Regions from separate parts of the Mus musculus genome. Here region 1 is linked to region 2. A link is a contact called in public HiChIP or PLAC-seq data. All regions are on one chromosome and are shown on one strand. Each heading gives the region's core, a stretch centred on a gene start, on an enhancer-like site or on the middle of the called end of the contact. The rest is flanking DNA. Distances are from core to core; before and after follow the strand shown. Region 1 holds the start of Sf3b4 (splicing factor 3b, subunit 4). Region 2 overlaps Arnt (aryl hydrocarbon receptor nuclear translocator).

Region 1 (6,878 bases), core at 908-3,407, 690 kb before region 2:
CCAACACGTACAAAGTACTGTCTGTTTCTGAAGAAAAGGAGGACTCTGGACTATTTTCATCCAAGACTACCAGGACAGACAGTAAGAAAGCCCCTCTCACAAGCTCAGCTCCTTCCCAGCACAGAGCCCTTACCTGGATGGGGCATCCCACCTGGTGGGAACGGGTGAGGATGTGAGTGTCCGTGACCGGGATGTCCAGCCCCTGGAGTCCCTGCTGCTGGGGGGCCATGTCCTCCAGCCCCAGGTGGCATAGGTGGTGGGGGCATGGCTGGGGGAATCCCAGGAGGGAGGGCCCCAGGAGGTGGCACTGGAGGTGGAAAAGAGCCAGGAGGCGGCATGCCTGTGTAAGAAATGGAAGACAGTTAATGTCTTGCAGAGCTCCAGCCTCCCCCCTGCAGGCTTCCCTTCAGCTTCACTCCATCTGCCAACTTCATCCGCCAACTTCATCCCTTCCACCAGCACGCCTCACTCCTGTCTCACTGCCCAACAACTTAGCAGCTTACTCTACCAGGGCTGCTTCTGCCTCCTGAGCCTCCCTCCCAAGAGCCTCACTGGCACAGTCTGAACTCCAAGCTGTACCTGGTGGAGGAAGCCCAGAACCCAGGGATGAAACCACGGGATTGGGGGCAGAGGGCGGAGGGGGTGCATCGGCAAACAGCTGGTGAGGGCGGTCAGCCTGGGACAGCGGGTTCTGGGCTGCCAGGAGTCTTTCAGCTGCTGAGCCATGGCGTTCACCCTTAGAGTCCTTCTTGAAGGCATAAGACACAGTGATAGGACGGTTACACAGGTACTGCCCGTTCATGGCCTCAATTGCTGCATCCGAAGCATCGAAGGAGGCAAAATTAATGAAGGCGTAACCCTTGGAGTTGCCTGTGTCAGGGTCCCGCATGATCTTGGGGGTCTGTAGGATGACTCCAAAGGCGCTGAAAGTATCGTAAAGCAGCTTTTCATCAATTTCTGGGTCCAGATTTCCAATGAAAATGTTGGCTCCCACATCCAGGTTTTTGTTGTGAGCTGAGGCCTTGTTCACCCGTATTGGCTTTCCATAGAGTTTGATCATGTTCATAATCTTAATGGCATAGTCGGCATCTTCCTCGCTCAGGAATTCAACAAAGCCATAGCCTGGGGAATCAATGAAAAAAACAAAACAAAACAAAAAACAAACAAACAAAAAAAACCCATCATTCAGGGGAAGAGACTCAAAATGAAACATTAACTCCCCAGCCTTCAAACACAAAGAACATAATAGATAATAGCTGGGCGACTGCACGTGCACGTGCTTTTAATGCCACCACTTCGTAGCAGAGGCAGGTGGAGCTCAAAGATCGTGACCAGCCTGGTCTACAGAGCAAGATCTAGGACAGCCAGGACTACACAGAGAATGGTTGAGAATGGTTCCAGAAACTAGAGCTAAGAGAAAATATTCCAGAAACTGGGAATTGAAGCTGAAGGAGAAAGCAATCTTTAGGTTGCTCATTCCAAAGGCGCTGTGCCTAGCGGCTGAGCCTCTTCGGGGCCGGTTAACCCTCTCCAGGGCTGATTCCTGCCCCGTACCCTACTCACCCTGGTGCTGGCCAGTGACTCTGTCCTTGGGCATGTGGGTGTTGACCACTGGCCCTGCCTGGAGAAAGAGCTCCCACAGCAGCGGCTCACTCACTTTCTCGTCCAGACCGCCCACGTACACCGTGGCATCTAAAGGGAAGAAGCAGGCGATGAGGAGTCGGCAGTGAAAAAGAAGACAAAAACCAAAAACCGTCGCCTAAAGCCCTGAAATTCCCTCTGCCACCATCATCTAGAAAATCTGCTACGTCTAATTTGGCATTCTTGCTGGTCCGGTACTCCCGGGAGGCTTTTGTCTTCTTGGTGGAGGGAGCTGATCTAGAAGCATCGCTTCTCACAGGCCTCGGCCTGCACCCGGCCTCGCGGCCAGCCAGGTGCCCAGAGGTCGGTGTCCCACCGGGGGGGATCTCGTCTACCACCCCAGGGGGAACGCTTCCGGCACTAATCTTCCCTCCACTTCCCTGCTCCTATCTTGGGCTCTTCTCTCCCAATTACCCTGATTCCGTTCGGAGATCGGTCCGGCAGCCATGGCGAAGGGGCTCCCGCCGTCTCTAAGCAGCAGCACCGCCCCCTGACCTCAGTTACAACTTCCACTTCCGGGCCAAGGCTCACGTTGGGCGGGGCCGGCGCCGGGGGGGGGGGGAGGAGCCGGAAGCGATCGCGGCCATCTTAGGGGTCGGAGTCTTGTCTTTCGGAAGGGAAAGGCGCTCTAGGGCTGCTGCTGTAGTCGGGGCGGAACGGATGTGCTCAGCCCGTCTCGACACAGTTAACTAAAGCCCCGGATGCTTCCAGACTGTTAGAGGCTCACACGGCTCCCCAAACGCACATTCAAGTGCAAAACCAGGCTTTGTACGTTCTGTGACGCAGAGTTGTGTCCTAAGTGCAGGGCCAGGACTGCCTTCTGGAGCGACCTATTATTTAGTGAGGTCCACGACGCTCGTGCAGACTCGCCCTCGGCCTAGACTTGAGCCTGAGGTATTTTGTTTTCCCCTAAGTGTCAAATCTCCGCTTATCTTGGGAAATCTGGGACACGAAACCGGGTTGGGTTGCGGGCTGGTATCGAAGCTTTAAGGAGCAGACATGGATCTCTTGAGTTAAAGGCCAGCCAGGTCTACAGAACGAGTTCCAGGACAGCCATGGCCACACAGAAAACCTGTCTCAAAAAACAGAGTTCCAGCTGGCCTAATAGACACATAGAGACCATGTCTCAAAAAAGGTGTGCGGACCCCTTCCCCCATATTTTATGTGTATTTCTTCCAGGCCACGCCTGACTTGGATCCTTTATTTCCTTACAATAATTTGGGTGTTTTTCTCAGTTCACACCCTCCCCTCCACCCCCACGGCTTTGCTGAGATCTTCATTCAACACAAGAAAATACCAGCAATGTGTAGAAATACTGTGCTTTAATGAACTCCTTAAATAGAAACGCTGCTATGAAAATATACAGTGGGAGGAGACGGTTTCTCCCTTATTCACCTCGTTCCCACAGAAGACTAAGAAAAGATTTCAAAGTAGTGTAGAGAGGTTGCGAATGAGGTCTCTAGGACATCATTGTTGGGACTGATGAAAAGGGTCTCTCATGTCACAGTTTTGACGGCCATCCAAAAGGTACAGAATTGCCTGGGAAAAGGGGCAATCACATTCTGAACTGGTCTTGTTTCTTAGTTTTCAAATCACAAGAAATGAAAATAGCCCCAGAAATCAAACAAATCGGGAGACCTTTAGGTTGGTAGCGCCACCATCTGCTACAGAAACGGGCCTTCTAAGTGAACTCTGCAGACTGGAATGCCAAAGCTGAGGCGTCAAGGTCAGACAGGAAGATGAGCAGAGACCCCTGCCCTGCCTCTGAGAACGACGCTAACAAACAGTTTCAGCAGATCTGAGAGAGGATGGTATTCGGATCTCTTTTCTTGCTCTGGTCCTCGGGAGATATTCTTGGTGTCCATTGTCTTAACAGTTCCTGAAGGTGAGAAAGCTCATCCTGAAGGGCAGAGACTGTGAGAGCTGAGGAGCCCATCTGGGGAGGGGCAAAGCGCACAGAGGAAGACTGTTACAGGGCTTGCTTCCTGGTTCCTTTTTTTTCCCCCTTTTCTGTTTTTTGTTTTGTTTGTTTTGTTTTTCCAGTTGGGTTTCTCTGTGTAGCCCTGTCTGTTCTGGAACTAGCTCAAACTCAGAGATCCACTTGCCTCTGCCTCCTGAGATCTAGGATTAAAAGGTATGCGCCACAACTACCCGGCTATTTTTCTACTAAGATCCTTGGTACTTCTAGAGTCTTAAGTGATCTTTCCCTTCTAACAGTGCTCTAGATTCTACATGATCCAAGCCACAGGCAGTTTTCTCACCATCTCCTATCCCAAGTGGGCCCAGTTTGAAAAATGCAATGCTACTCCCCAGTTCCTCCAGCCCTTTGCCTTTCCAGCTCATTCTCCCCCATCCAGTCTGTCTTCCCTTCTCACCTGGACCTCAGGCCTGCCCCTCAGGTAACAGCGTTTCCAGAACCTGATCTGTGGTCCCAGATATCCAGGCAGCAGTAGCCCGGGAGGTAAAGGGCAAGCTCCCCAATGTGAGGGGAGCCCCCATTCCTGGTCAGCTAGGCTTTCGGAGGATCTGGCAGGTCGAGGGAGCCAATGAGAAGAGACTGCCAGCAAGGAGGAGCTGTCTTGCCAAGGACAGAGCTGATTCAGTGGGGTCAGGGTCCCTCTAGAGAACAGCCACATAGAACTAGGGGGTCCAGGAACCATGAGGCTTTGCTAAAAGAGAAGAAGTCAACAGACAACTGAGAAGTGGGAAGGGATACCTAGCTGCCCCTGACTCATTGTTCCAGTGACAAACTGCGGCCCCCTCCCTCTGACCTCCCTTCTCCTCAGCAGACTAGGGTTTTGGGCTTACTGGGTTGATTTTAGAGAAACGTATAATATATGGACATGAACCAAAATGAATATCAAAAGAACATTGTCTGCTATTCTAGAACAACTGTCTTGCTGAAGGCTGGCTGCAAGTGACAGCTATAAAAGATAGTGGTGTCTTTCTCTGAGGGACTCGGATATCCTGTCATTCTCATCTAGTAGTGGGAACCTGAGAGAGTCAAGGGAGTTGAAGTGTAGGTATCTTACCTGCTGTCTAGAGAACCTGCTGTCTGGGCAATGCTCCGGATCGTAGCCAGGATTAAGGAACTGTGATATCTGTTCCTTGCTGTAGCGTAAATCCCAGTCCCAGACAGACAGATGTAAGTTAGCAGAGCTTCCAGCTAGGGGCTGGGAGTACTCAGGGGTGTAAACTTGTGTGTACGAGTTGAACTAAATAGAGGAAACAAAGAAACGGGTGATGGGTGCTTTGAGCTCAGGATTGGTTTTGTGGATAAAAGCACTTGCCATTGAGACTGAGGACCTGAGTTTGACTTCCCGGAACCTACACAAAGCCAGACACATAGCTCAGGGCCTGCCGTTTCAGTGCTACTACAGGATGCTGGGGGGGAAGAGACAGAAGAATCCCTAGAAGTTCCTGGTCCAGCCAGCCTGGAGTAAGCAGCAGACAAGCAACAGGGACTCTGTCTCAGTAGGTGGAAGGTGAGTACTGATGCCTGAGGTTGACCTCTGACCTCCACAGGACTATGACATATACACGGTCACGGTCACACGCATAAATGTGCACAAACTCAAAAATTTTAAACAAGGTTGGTTAAACCAGTTTGTGTCCCTGTCCTACACCTGGAACAAATTATAAACCTTACCTCCTATTTCTGGCATCACATACAAAACAAAAATCTGATCCTAAGAGTGAGCACCCACCCCACCCCCCCCAACCCCTTCCCCAAACCTCAAGCTTCCTAAACCAAGACCAAATTCCAAAGTTTGAAATGCTCAACAGGAACAAATTAAAAAGAGGTCACTGACCTGTCCACTCTTCTTCCCGCGCTCCCAGGGAGTGTTTCTCAGAAAGGTGAGGGTGTCCGGAACCCTGATACTATCATGAAGAGCAAGAAGAAAAAACTCAGAGAATTCAAATTCCGCTGGAAACTGCTGGAGGAGCTGCCAGGCACAGTCAAGGAAGAGAGGAAACACCGGGGCCTGAGAAGAGAAAACAGTCGCATGGGGGTGTCTGCAAGCACCTGACAAAGGGGAGAACAAGAGCCAGAACAGGACACCAAGGAGGGCAGGGATTAAAACAGGAAGTGAGAGTAGAGTAGGGGTTCAAGGCTGACTCTCCTGAGTGTCCACTCAGCCCAGCAGCCCATTCAGACCGGGTTTGTGTCTAGTGGGCTAGGCCTTATCATTTTCTCACCTCTTCCCTTTAGTAATGTTAACCCACTCCAGACAGAAAACCTAAAGTGTCCTCACCTCCTCACTGGCTCCAGTGTCCCCGAGCCTGGTCAGGAAGGGGTGTCCAGCTGCCACCCACTCTCGCTGCACTAGTGACTGGAAACCAAACAATGTCCGGGCTTCCGGAGCCAAAAGCAGCTGGACGAGTGAGGAGAGGAGGCCATTGAAATCACGATCCCCAAGCTCTGGGTGACAAAGAAACAAAGAAGGGGGTCCAAGAAACTAGGGCAGGAGGGAATGAGAAGAGGAAACACGGGGAAAGGGGGAGGGGCACATAAAAGAAAGTGGGGAAAGGCAGGAGTGAGAGGGCACAGAAAAGTGACAAGAAAACCCAAATGAGTCAACTTCTAGAAACAGCCATTGTCACAGAGAAAGCAGAGCCACACTTCCCAACCAGTGTTCCCAGTGCCCTTCTCACCCTGCCCCTTCCCCATCTACTGAGGAAGGAGCAAGAAGGTCTAAAACCAGCTTGGAATTAGGGACAGCTCTCACAGTAGGGGACTGAGTAGCTCTGAAGGATGAATTGGCACTCACAGGAAGATGCTAGTACTAAAGGGGCACAAGGAAGCTCCCTTCCACACCATCCAATCACAGGAAGGACAGAGGTAAGGAATGGAAGGAGCTGGCTCAAGGAACTCACCTTGGAGCACTACAGAACGGACCCGAGATGTCACTAATACTGAGATGTCGCTGGCCTTTCGAAGACAAGACCTGGAAGGGCGTGTGATGAAGAAGGGAGTAATGTATTGGAAGAGAAGCAGATTCCCAAGTGCCTGCTCCTGCTCCTGAACAACAGTAACAGTCTTGGAAAACAGGCGGATTGATGGAAGGCCATTGGGAAGCCTAAGTCAAGAGAAGGCTGGAGAAGTAGGAATTATTAACCATGATTAGAAGGCTAGGCATACCTGACATAGTCTAACCACCGTGTTCCTTCCAAGGCTGAGAGCCATTTATCTTCAGCTACAGATGAGTCTAGCACAGAGGGAACAAGAAAGACAA
Region 2 (6,301 bases), core at 1,909-4,408:
AAAGGAAGCTGAGAAAAGGCTCAGTGGTTAAGAGCACTGGCTGCTCTTCCAGACTAGGCTCAAATCCCATTACCCACATGGCAGCTCACAACCGCCTGTAATTCCAGTTCCAGGGGATTCAACATCCTCTTCTGACCTCTGTGGGCGCCAGACAAACAAGTGGTGCACAGACATACATATATGCAGACGAAACACTACCACACACAAAACAACTAAGTATTAAAAACCTGTCTCTCTTTTCTCTGCATTTCTGTCTTCTGTAAATCCCCATTTCCCAGCAATCCTTTTATAGTAGGAAAGTAATAGGGTGAGATCTGGAAAGTTGACAGTCAGTTTAAAAAGCTGGCCTTGCTGGGCATGGAGAACCAGCCCGTAATTCAGAATTTGTTAGACTGAGGTAAGGAGTTCATGGCCATGATCTAAAAACCAAGTCTGACCCCACAGCCTACCTCTTTTGCTACATCCCTTAGTTAATCTCAAATTAAAATAAAGCTACTCTACTCACGACTAACATTTCAAGAGAAACCTCCCTTTTAAAGTTACTGCAAGAAAGCCATTGCATTCATTGCTTAAAGTTTCTCTTCCATTTCAGCTTGCCCAAATTAATTGCATTAAATACCAATGTTTCAAGCTGGGCATAGTGGCACACACCTTCTATCCTAGCCCTTAGCACGATAAAGGCAGGTGGATCTCTGTGAATCTGAGGCCAGCTCCAGGGCAGCCAGGAATACACTAAGACCCAAAAAATAAAATAAAACTCCAGTGGTTTTTTTTTTGTTTGTTTGTTTTGCCACAGCTACTTAAAGACACAGTATTCAGTGTATACTACTATTATACTTGAGAATTATTTTAAACCACACACTGGCTTGTTTTGTTCTGTTGTTTTGGTCCTGACATAAACCTGGCAAGTACTCTATTACTGAGCTATATTCTTAGCACTAATAACTGAATTCTACACCAACTACAGCAGCTCATGCTTGCAATTCCCAGAGAAGGTATTGAAGAGAAAATTGCTGAAAATAGGAGTTCCAGGCCAGAGATGAAAAGTATCTACTTTACATATGATATTATCTACTATAAATATAGGGATAAGCATCAGTAATACATTTGTTTTTGTGTATTTGCCTGTGTGAATTTATGGACACAATATAAGTACAGGAACCTGCAGAGGCCAGAAGAGAGTGACAGATCACAAGAAACTGGAGTTATAGGCAGTTTTAAGCCAACATGTGGGTTCTGAGAACTGAACCCAGATTTTCTGCAAGAGCAGTAAGTGTTCTTAACTGCTGCTGAGCCCTCTTTCCAGCTCCCAATAAAACATTTAAAAAAAAAAAAAAAAAAAAAAAGGTTGAGCAGTTGTGGTGTAGGCTTTAGTTAATCCAGCTCTGGGGAGACAGAGGCAGTGGAAATGAGGCTTGGTCTACAAAGTCAGCTCCAAAGCAGCCAGGGCTACAGAGAAACCTGCTTCGAAAACAAACCTACAGCATTTTGTAATAAAGCTAATATTGAGTCATTTTTATGTTTTAGTAATCCATATGCTCAAATAGACTATAACATTGGTAACAGATGAGAGGGAGTCTGTTTTATTTGTCTATCTATCTTTTGAATTATTCTTAAGCACATTTCATAAAGGGGTACATAGTATTGCTAACTGTTAGTAACATATTGCCAATTGTTTATGTAACCAAATATACCAGAGAGAAATTACTGTATATTTTCCCTACCTGCTGGTGGCCAGGCCTTGATGTAGCCTGTGCAGTGGACTACCACAAAGTGAGGTTCTCCTTCCTTCACAGAGCCAAGCCCATTCCTAGAAAAGGTATAGGAATCCGGGGTGAAATTCTACAAAGGAAACCTGTGTTTTAAAAGCATTTATTTATTTATTTATTTATTTATTTATCCATTTATTACTGGTACGTGTGTGGATGCTGCACCAGCCCTTGTTGAAATAAAACACACAAGAAAAATAGGTAACATAGTAAGCAACTTCCTTGAACAAGAGAAGCTTTTAAAGTTCAGAAACAATACAGGCAGGGTGGTGCATGCCTTTGATCCCAGCACTCAAGATCTCTGAGTTCAAGACCAGCCTGGTCTACAGATTAAGTTTCAGGACAGCCAGGGCTACACAGAGAAACCCTGTCACAGAAAAACCAATCAGTCAATCAATTGATGGATGGATTGATCTATTCAGTAAGTTCAGAAACACATTGTGAGACGGTAAGTGACCGTGAGGTAAAAGAAGGTGAGAGCCAGTAGAGAAGGTAAAAATCCCATCTCTTGATCTCCACTGCCTAAGATCTTACCTGCATCTGTTCCTCAAAAAGCTCAGTCTATTCATGGAAACAGGGTCCACGGAGCTAGTACCACACCTGTCAACAAACAGAAGATGCAAATTGCTGGGCTATGGGAAACAGTAACAACAGAATAAGAAGATCCAACTACACACTGAAAACTAGTAAGTAACAAGAAAAGTCAGGCTGAGATGGAAAAACCTTCTATTATTTTGTTTGCTTGTTGTTTTGTTTAATTTGAGGCAGCACCTTCAGGCTTAGGCTGGTTTGAAACTTTCTATGTGGCCAGGGAAGACCTTGAACTTCTGACCCTTTGATCAACAGCACCTGAGTGATGGCACTACAGGCAGGTATCAACATACCAGTCGGTGTTAGGTATTGAACCCATGACTCCATGCATTTTAGACAAGCACTCTACCAACCAAGCCATATTATATTCCCGACCCTGGCTGATTGTGTGTCTGTCTGTCTGTCTGTCTGTCTGTCTGTCTGTCTGTCTGTCTGTCGGTCTCTCTCTCTGTCTCTGTCTCTGTGCATGCCCTATGTAGGTTCCAGTAATCAACCGTGTATTATCAGGCTTTCTGCCAAGTTTCCTTACACTAAGCTATCTATCTCTGGTTTCCAACCCAGACCACTTTTTGAAACAGGATCTCATACAACACAGAATGAACACAAACTGTCTGCTTGCCTTTAAGTCCCAAGTAATGAGATATAGAAAGTACCACCAGGCCAACAGAGTTAGTAGATTACTTAAAAACTGAGTATTGAGCTGTTTCTGTGCTTGCCAGGCGAGCCTCTGGCCTCCGAGCAGTAAGTCCTCCTTTTATGTTTTATTTCCCTAACTTTGGACTGGAGCTCACCAAGTTGCCCACACTGGCCTTGATCTTGATTGAGATCCTCTTTCCTTAGCCTCAAGAGGAGCAAAGATGAAAGGTTTGGACTCCTTTAAAACTTTTAATTGGCCTAAAACTCCAACTAAAACAATTGCATACACTCTTCAAATGCCATCTTTTTACATCAGGAGTTGGTGACTGTTTTACTGTTTTCTGTGAATGACTAGACAGTAAGTGGTTTTAGTCTGATGGTCACACAGTCTTTTAACTAGACAATTCTGAGCAATCAAGCATAAAAGCAGCCAAAGATGACAAGTGTTCACACAGGAAGAGCTATGGTGCAATGAAGCTTTAGTCACAAATAAGAACTTCTGTTCTCTGACTTCTGCTCTAAGCATATCATCTCTGTGTGCTATATTTCATTATTATTCACCTTACTCCAGGCTTACCATGTCCACAAGATACGCCCTCCAATCCTACTTCTATTCTTTCTCTATTTTTTTTTTTTTTTTAGAGATAAGGTCTTACTATGTAGTTCATTCTAGCCTGGAATTCATGATCTTCCTACCTTAGCCTCCAAGGTTCTGGGATTACAGGCATGCACCACCAAATCTAGATTGATTGTTTGAGACAAGGTTTCACTATATAGCCCAGGAGATCCAGAACTTGCTATATAGGCCATACTGGCCTTGTAGGAATCCTCCTGCCTCAACGTTCTTTTTAAAGTATTTTCATACTATCAATCGAGCTAATCCTGATAACAATGTTTTACGTTTGACAGTCTCACCTCCAATAGTGGATGATGACATCAAAGCAACACAAGTCTTATAGTATCAAATTAGAATTCAAATCCAGGGAATACTATGGATTCAAACAACTTACTTGGGAGGCAGTCAGACAGGTCTCTGTGATTTCAAGGTCAGCCTGTCCTACATAGCCAATTCTAGAACAGCCAGGGGTACACAGTGAGACCCCATCCCTAAACAAATACCAACATTCAGTCAACTACAGTGATATACCTTCTGTAGACCCAAGCTACTTAGGAAACTCAAATGGAGGATAACTTGAGCCGAGGATCTTTAAATGAGCCTGGACAACATAATAAGACCCCACCCCCTCAAAATAAACCAGAGTAGCCTGATTCCAGCGGCTCCTCTAAACTATTAAACTATGGAATAGTCAATTTTGTACCTCTGCCAGAAACTCTTTTTTTTTTTTTTTTTTTTTAACGTAGCCAGGGAGATTGGCCATCAGGTAAAGGTGCTTGTGACAAGCCTCATGACCTAAATTTGATTACCTCAACCCACAGTGTTGTAGGAAAGAACCAACAACTTGCACCCCAAACACCACACACGAGTCCACATCCACATATATCATGCACACATAATTTTTTTTAATCTGAAAAACAAAACAAACAAAAACCGCCTATAATCTCAGCACTTGGATGATGAAGCAGGTCAGTCTTGAGTTTTAAGTCTGAATACACATCAATGGTGGAGTTCTGCTGCTATGAACTAAAACAAGATTCTCTATCAGTCTCGTGATCTCGAGAACCTAATGCTTCACTCACATATGCCGGCCTCTGCCTCCTGAGCACTATGATTTAAGACAAGCAATGTCACACTCGGTTTGTCTATTGTTTTTACTTTATATGCATTGGTGTTTTGCCTGCATGTATGTCAGTGTCAAAGCGTCAGATCTTGTAGTTACAGTTTCGAGCTGCCATTAGGTGATGGGATTTGAACCCAGGACTTCTAGAAGAGCAGTTAGGGCCCTTAACTGATGAGCCATCTTTCTAGCACATCTGTTCTGTTTTGTAAGATTTATTTTATTTAGCTGTATGCATGGAAAAGGAGGGGAGTATGTGCATGTTGAGCTACCTGTGGAGGCTGGAGGCTTTGAATCTCCTTGCAGCTAGAAGCACAGATGGTTACAAGCTATCTGATAAGAATGCTGGGAAACTAACCCCAGCTAGTCCTCTGCAAGAGCAATATAATCTCTTATCCCTGCATAGCCATCTCTGCAGCCGGTTTCTTGATCCATGTATATGTATGTATATGTTCATGCTGTACACGCACAGGCATGCGGAGGCCAGAGACAAGCCTCACATGTAGTTCCTCAAGAGCTCTCCATCGTAATTCTTTTGAAATGTGTATTAATGCTCTACCTGTCTCTAAGTGCATTACGTGCACGCCTGGATACACAGGAACCAGAAAAAGGTATCCGATGCCCTGGAACTGGGGTCATAGATGGCTGTGAGCAACCATGCAGATGCTGGGAATTGAGCCAGTCCTCTGGAAGAGCAGCTATTATTCTTAACTGCTGAGCCATCTCTCCAGCCCCTCCTACCCTGAATTTTGAGACAGGGTCTCTCACTAGGACCTGAGGCTCATTAATTTGGCTAGGCCTCTCCAGAAATGGGACTATCTAACTTTCCATAGGTGCTGGGGATTGAGCTCAGGTTCTTCATGTTTGTGCATCACACACTTAGTACTGGGCTATCTCTCCAATTTCTGCATTCACTTTAAAAAGGAAAAAAAGATTTATTTTTATTTTATGTGTATGAATGTTTTGCCTGCATGCAAATATATGCACCATGTATATGGCCTGCTGGCCCAAGAGGATATCAGACCCCTTAGAACTGGAGCCACAAGTGGCTGTGAGCCACCACATGGGTACTACAAAAGAAACCTAAGTCCTTTAGACGAACAAAACAAGTGCTCTTAACTAGTAAGACAACTCTCCCACATCTTAAATCCAGTTAAAACATTTTTAATGCGTATGGGTTTTTGCCTGCATGACTGTGCACCACATGCATGCCTGATGCCCACAGAATCGAGAAGAGAGAAATCAGATTCCCCTGGAACTGGAGTTACAGATGTTGTGAGCTGCCATGTGGTGTTGGAATTCAAACTGAGGTCGTCTGGAAGAGCAAAAGGTGCTCTTAACTGCTGAGCCATCTCTCTAGCCCCTGAACAAAATAATGAACGTTGACTCTTACCCTATGAACAGTAGTGAAGCTAAGACAGAAGTAAGAAGTCAACACAAAGGACCTACCAACTGTGCCTTAACTGTAATTCACTGTTATTCTCTTACATATTATAAGTATGGTAAAACAACTGGTTCTTGAAAGTTAAATGTAATCCAACTGTGGCAAGGAACGTAGCTCTAGATACT

The links. HiChIP or PLAC-seq counts read pairs in DNA pulled down with a chosen protein or histone mark.
Region 1: an H3K4me3 HiChIP or PLAC-seq map of bone marrow-derived macrophages shows a contact between it and region 2, with 2.7 times the contacts expected there. The contact joins the promoter of Sf3b4 here to the enhancer-like site in region 2. A contact is called at or near these places in 4 of 39 promoter capture datasets (cranial neural crest, liver and pre-B cells), 2 of 115 datasets of contacts at active chromatin or transcription factors (bone marrow-derived macrophages and embryonic stem cells) and 1 of 9 other capture datasets (pancreatic islet).

The regions. Positions count from the first base shown.
Region 1 is chr3:96,167,785-96,174,662 of GRCm38.p6, reverse strand. Sf3b4 (splicing factor 3b, subunit 4) reads right to left here and starts at 2,157. Exons shown (of 6, transcript NM_153053.4): 1 at 2,056-2,157; 2 at 1,564-1,692; 3 at 580-1,122; 4 at 134-340. The coding sequence starts at 2,089. It overlaps Mtmr11 (myotubularin related protein 11), which reads right to left. Exons shown (of 17, transcript NM_181409.3): 11 at 6,785-6,851; 12 at 6,520-6,590; 13 at 5,898-6,064; 14 at 5,454-5,627; 15 at 4,674-4,856; 16 at 4,017-4,310; 17 at 2,945-3,577. The coding sequence ends at 3,431.
Region 2 is chr3:95,476,263-95,482,563 of GRCm38.p6, reverse strand. Arnt (aryl hydrocarbon receptor nuclear translocator) reads right to left here. Exons shown (of 22, transcript NM_001037737.2): 9 at 2,304-2,369; 10 at 1,725-1,810. Among named protein-coding and RNA genes, the nearest start is that of Ctsk, 20 kb to the left of the region's middle. Within about 2 kb of position 3,158, at least 4 of the 459 cell types and tissues checked have an H3K27ac peak or open chromatin away from gene starts, as enhancers often do. A contact at or near this core is called in bone marrow-derived macrophages, where this site is marked.